Linked DNA regions of Mus musculus: region 1 is linked to region 2. Evidence: chromatin contacts called from public Hi-C data. All regions are on one chromosome and are shown on one strand. The core of a region is the stretch at or near the end of the contact, and the rest is flanking DNA. Distances in the headings are between cores, read along the strand shown.

Region 1 (3,154 bases), core at 253-2,752, 520 kb before region 2:
TTTTGGCTGAATTACAGTATCAAGAGAAAATGGCACTCGTTGTTCACAATGTAACTGATTACCAAATGAAATCCCCGAAGCCTTTCTTTTTCCTTTCTACATAGTTTTCCTGAAAGCTCCAAGAATGACTATAAATCAGGCAAGCTGAAGACTCCCCAACCTATTGTCAAACCTTTCAGTTTTAAGATAGCATTCTTAAAACCCACACATCCAGAGTTGCACAGCTGCTAATTAATGAATGTAAAGTCAACTTGGACTTGCACTTGGCTATGAGCGCCACTTAGGTGATGGTTGGGCATTAATACCAACACAGGTGTATTTTCTAGGAGAGAAATGTATTAGTTTTACACTCTTGAAAGAAATCAGAACATTTCCCCAAACTCAGTGTGCTAATCTTCTCGGTTAAAAGAAAAATACGTTATAAAAATACTAGGTTCAAAATGACTAAGATCTATAAGATCATAAAAAAACCCACAGGCCAGGTGGGAAGTCCCAAAGCGCTGAGACATTATCATGCCTCAACTCTGGCTATTCCTACAGTTAGATGATACTTGATACAAGCAATCCATCCTGAGACTGTGATCACATTGGATCACTTGGGACCATCTAGAAGTCCCTTCCTAGAACTCCATTCTTTTTTTTTTTTTTTTTTTCCTATTCTCTTTGCAAATCCCAAACACCAAATTTACTAGAAATGACTTGCTTTGGTGGCAATCTAATAAGCAGCACTGGGGAAGTATTTAACAGTCCCAAGCCAAAAAAAATGGTCAGCATGGAAGCAGGTGCTGATCATCAGGCACAAACGAAGTTAATTTTCTAACAGCAAATCAGCCAGAGTCATACTTTGGAAAACACTGTATACAAATGTTATAATCACACACTTTTCTCCTCTCCCACTCATAACTCTCTTTAAAATCATTATCTTATAACAATGGCCTTATTTTCCCTTGAAATTACCAAGCGTGAAAAGAGTGAGCTTTGTTATGTAACATAGGCAACCTGTCCTAATCGGAGATTAAAATAAGGAGACATAACTAATCATCAACATAATAAGATCCACTTGCTAGAGGTAGGCAATTATCCTTTATTTCACACTCCACAAAGACAAAGCTCTCCTATGAGACCCAAGCTGTCTCTGTAGCTCTCGTCTACTGTGGTGCAGAACGGCTCAGGACCGACACCAGATGTCCTGAATAGAACCAAGTGGAGAGAAACACATTACTCACATACTGTTGAAGAGCTCACGGTACGTTTCATCACCTTTGCCCTCCGACATCAGGCTGTCCAATTTGTCAATTAGCTTGGCCTCCACCTGAAATACACCCAAATATCACTCTCCTTCCTCCCACTTCCCATGCAAGATTTTTAGGCAAATTGGTATGTATTTCTTTATGCCAGGGGAAAGCCGTGATACACTTTGTCAAAGTGACATTGTCAGCCATGGTTAATAGCAAGCCTCCCTTTGGAATTCTAGGGGACTAATTTAGATGCAGTCAACATGACTTCATACTCCTGGCTAGCTAGCTTCTTCTGCTGCCAAGGACAGCATCTATCTATCTGGGATCCCAACATAAATGCTAGCAGCCCAATTTAAATGTTTCGGTTCTTCTTTTAGGGACTATAAAAACTGGCAAGTCCCATTTCTTTTTCTTTTTTTTTTTTTACATCACTATATCTGAGAACATCAGCAAACTAGCATGCCCAAATACATTAATTTAAATCTTAAATGTGCTTTTTATCTGTTTTCTTTCCTAAAACAGTTTGAGGTTGCACTAAATCTTTGCTGAAGTTGAGAATCCATCCTAGCCATGTACAGATGGTAGAGCCACAGAAATAGTCTAAGTCAGCAGTAAGCGGCAGGAGAGTGAAAGGACATATTTCCTGAAAACTGTAGTCAAAACATTTATATTTTCAAGGACATAAATTCTTTATAACTTGAATATCAGAAAGGGAAAAATTTCCCTTTATCTAAACGAGGCAAGAGAAAATGACAACCTTTAGCCAGTGTTAAAGCAATTTGGGCTTGAGACGAATATTCAACTTTGTCAAAGGACTGAGCCCAGTTATTTCTTTAAAGCAAATGTCAATCAGGAGATAAAGATAAGAGGGAAGGAAAGTGGGACCCCCTACCAAGCACAGTGTGTTCATAGCTTTTCACTCAGCCATTAGCTTTCTTAAAAATAAATGTATATACGAATAACAAGAGAAATGCCCACACTCTTGGCAATAGGAAAGGTCTATGCATGCAATCAAATTGCTTATACAGATGACAAGCACTTTTCTGAGGTTTGAAGAAGGCCTCATGTGGAGAAGTATGGAGGTGGGCCACATCCTGTGGGTAAGCAAGTTTGAGAAGTCAATATGTGAGAGCATGTTTTTCCTACTTCCCCCAACAGACTTGGACCAGCAAAAGTGGCTGATTCTTTACAGATCTGATTTTGCAATCAGGATGTCTGTCTTCCTCAAACTGGAGCACCACTATTAGAACCGAAGTCAGCAAGAAACGATAGATTCATCCCCTTGGAATTTCCTTTGTGAGATTTTCCACTGCTTTCTCCTTCAAATTAATTTTCATTGCTCCAAGCTAAGAGCAATAAAACACACTGTGAATCAAATGCTCAGAGCTAAGCCATTCAGCAAACACAATGTGCAGACCACTGAGAACTCAATGGCTGAAAGAGTCATTAACCTTCCAGTTCCTCTGAGTCCCGGCCAGCTGGGAGCAAACAACCCTCTCTGTACATTCTTAAATACAGATCTGGAATGTCAAAGAATTTTGTTTTTGGTGAAAGGAATAAGATGGGATTCCAGGGTTTCCCTGGAGGCTCAGGGCAACAAAAAGCCAGAGGCATGTATCCAAGGCTATGTGGTACAGGGAGAACGGGTTCACCTGGTTCTGGGGCCATTGAACCAGTGTTCATTTCTCCACAGAGAGATGAATGGAGAAATTGTGAAGACGCCAGACAGGGAAGTGACACCCCCTGTCAGTCCTGATGAGCAATACTGCCTACCTGTTTAAAGTTGCCACTCCTTCTTTGCTCCCAGTCCATCATATCGTGAAAAATAGGAATCATGACATTCCGGAGATCTGGCTGGGGTATCAAGGTTACTTCCAGAAAGGGCCCAATCAGGGCAGGGATGAAATGAAGTTTGT
Region 2 (3,124 bases), core at 398-2,897:
TTTCCTAATGTCTGGTATATGATTCTTTTATGTATCACAGAAGCTCTTGAAAGCCTGAGGGCATCAAAGAACAATGCAAACAAAGGAATGATACATTTTCTGAGTCACAGAAATGACTATGTCCTCCATTTCATAAGAAAGTTTCTCCAAATTAGACCTGATTGTACAACACAGGCCTCAGCTGAGTATCCTAATATAAATAACATGCTTTTGCAGTGCCAGGAAAAAAACAGTTTCTACTGCCCACTAAACCACACACACACACACACAAACACACACACACACACACACACACACACACACACACACCCTCTTTGTATCTCTGAAGTTCATGTAACCATGGCAGTCATATGAAAAGGAGAGAATGATAGTCTGCTGCACTAATTGGGTGGGAAACCTTCCCCCACCACTTACCTGCTGTACAAACCTGAGAGAGGTTACCCTTCTCTGCATCAGTTTCCTCTTCTGTAAACTGTGGATGATATAGGATGTGATCCGAGTTAGCTGCACAACTGTGCATGAGAGTGTCTGAGCTATGACCAGGCTCATAATAAGTTCTTTGTATGTATCTACCACAAACATCGTGATTCCAACAGGTCCTCTTTATTTTATTATTCTTAATTAGCATACAAGACATTAGATACTGTGGTGGTTTGAAAGAAAATGGCTCCTATAAGCTGATTTATTTGCATGTTAAGTAGTCCCCAGTTGAACTGTTTGGAAAGGATTAGAAGGTGTGACCTTGTCAGAGGTGTGTCACTTCACGTAAGCTTTGAAATTTCAAAAGCCCTTGTTTTTTGTTTTTGTTTGTTTGTTTGTTTTTTTGTTTTTTGTTTTGTTTTGTTTTGGTTTGGTTTGGTTTGGTTTGTTTTGGTTTGGTTTGGTTTGGTTTGGTTTGGTTTGGTTTTTCAAGACAGGGTTTCTCTGTATAGCTCTGGCTGTCCTGGAACTCACTCTGTAGACCAGGCTGGCCTCAAACTCAGAAATCTGCCTGCCTCTGCCTCCCGAGTGCTGTGATCAAAGACGTGCGCCACCACACCCAGCTCTTCAAAAGCCCTTAACAGGTACAGTAGTCTCTCTCTCCCTCTCTCTCTCCCTCCCTCCCTCCCTCCCTTCATCCCCTCCTCCCTTCCTCCCTTCCTTCTTCCCTCCTTCCCTTCATCCCCTCCCTCTGTCTGCTCCCTGTGGATCAGGCAGAGAGAAGATGTATAGCTTTCAGCACCATGTCTGCCTACTGCCACACTCTCTTCCATAATGATAATGATTTAATCCTCCAAAATTGTAAGCAAGCCTCCAATTAAATGCTTTCTAATATAAATTGTCTTCACAGCCATAGAACAGTGTCTAAAACAGACACTGTGATAGCATTTTTAAAGAAAGTATGCTTTAGTAGAGTCTCTTTCTGTCTCATCTCCCATTTCCCCACCCCCTACCCTCCATTGTAAGCCCACCCCCAATGGGCACTCTTCTTGTGCCCTTGGAAGTCACTTTATCTCTCTGCCCCCAATGTGGCTATCTGTAAGATGACAATAGTAACTGCACTGCTGGACTCTAGGGCTTAATAGGGTCTTACAAGGTGTGACAAGTGAGTCCAGCCCAACAGTTCCCCAAGTGAGTCTCTGGCCTCTTGTCTCAAGTTCCTATGAGTCATTTAGAGGTACGATGGCTCTGACATTTCCTGTCAGAGAAGAGACTGTTTCCTGCTTCGTCTTCCTCCTTCTAGCCACTTCATGTTTCGGCTAAGATATCACTTCTCTGGGAGAACTCCTTGATTCCCCATCTTAATATTCACACTGAGCAGCCTACAGGTCCTCCTACACAGGCTGATTACACACATCTAGTCAACGCTTGTCTGCTTCTTTGATTTTTGAGGTTCTTGAAGACACAGACTACTCTGTCATGCATACCCTTGTGTCCTTAGCACTTACCTCAAGGCCCAGTATATGATGTGTGTACTATAATATCTGTTTAATGTATAATTGACTGAGTCCCTAAAAGTCACATTATTTAGGACAACACAAACTTAATTACATTTAATGTCATGATATTCCAAAGGAACACATTATTAGGCCATATGTTTTGCCCTCACCCCAAAATGTCACAGTCTGGAGAGGTGACTTACATGCTCCTAGCACGAGTATTAGGTGGCTTACAACTAATGGCCTGGAACTCCAGTTCTAGTCATCTGAAGCCCTTTGACCTCTGAGGTCACCTGCCGTGCACATAGACACACATGAGTACACATAAATATGAAAAACAGATAAGTAAATCTTTTTTTATTACATCATAAACATACACACAAATACTTGTGCCCACAGTGGAAATCCTGAGTGGTTAATTGGGGGTTTCCTGTTAGCTTCAATTTTTTTAATGAACAAACATTTCCACGAACTTTCGTATCATATTTTATTATGCTTTCTCTATGAAAAGATGTTTCTTTTGGGGTTTCCTCTTTTTGTCCCTACAGCACTGAAATTTCATTTTTCTTTGGATCATAACTACTGATATATGAGTAAATTGCAATATCCTTATTTTTCAATCGACTATAAACTGCATATTTAAAAGAATTCTTTGGACCCTACAGGATTCTTCTGGCAACTATCCCATTTCTTTCTTCATGCTACCTCAAAATATCAGCCTTCGAGAAACCCTCAAAATAACTGCCATGTCCCCAGATGAAGGTCTTGTCTCCTCCAGTTCTGAGTGGCTTTGCTCTCCACCTCATTCTCTCTCTCTCTCTCTCTCTCTCTCTCTCTCTCTCGGTGTGTATGTTCCTATCCGTCTCTTTGTCTCTCTGTCTCTGTCTCTCTCTGTCACTGTGGGAAGGCTCTTGTGAGGATATGCAGTTTGTCTGCAGCCTTCTCCAGCAGCAGGTTCTTAGTTTTCATGTTATTAGGCCCAGAGGCAGCATTTGACAGTGGACTATGCATCCCCTCTTCTTCACTGAATAGTTAACTATTCTTTCCCAGCTTTTCAAAGGGCTTCCAGGATGTTGGGTCCCCTTGGTCTCCATGTCCCATCTGGCTAGTGTCATCTTGCTTCTTACTTCTTCCCCATTGCCACAGTCACCAAACACCACAGAGCCATTCTCAGCTCGTCCCCGAGACCCCAGGCTCTCAGCAGC

What was found. A called contact is a pair of places that touch in the nucleus more often than the background predicts.
Region 1: a Hi-C map of bone marrow-derived macrophages shows a contact between it and region 2, with 12 read pairs. The contact joins two enhancer-like sites. A contact is called at or near these places in 1 of 484 Hi-C or Micro-C datasets (bone marrow-derived macrophages), 1 of 115 datasets of contacts at active chromatin or transcription factors (embryonic basal ganglia) and 2 of 9 other capture datasets (adipose tissue and embryonic stem cells).

The regions. Positions count from the first base shown.
Region 1 is chr12:40,788,234-40,791,387 of GRCm38.p6, reverse strand. It overlaps Dock4 (dedicator of cytokinesis 4), which reads right to left. Exons shown (of 53, transcript NM_172803.2): 31 at 3,012-3,154; 32 at 1,227-1,312. Among named protein-coding and RNA genes, the nearest start is that of Immp2l, 230 kb to the left of the region's middle. Within about 2 kb of position 1,502, at least 71 of the 459 cell types and tissues checked have an H3K27ac peak or open chromatin away from gene starts, as enhancers often do. A contact at or near this core is called in bone marrow-derived macrophages, where this site is marked.
Region 2 is chr12:40,272,069-40,275,192 of GRCm38.p6, reverse strand. No RefSeq gene overlaps it. Among named protein-coding and RNA genes, the nearest start is that of Gm40403, 25 kb to the right of the region's middle. Within about 2 kb of position 1,647, at least 16 of the 459 cell types and tissues checked have an H3K27ac peak or open chromatin away from gene starts, as enhancers often do. A contact at or near this core is called in bone marrow-derived macrophages, where this site is marked.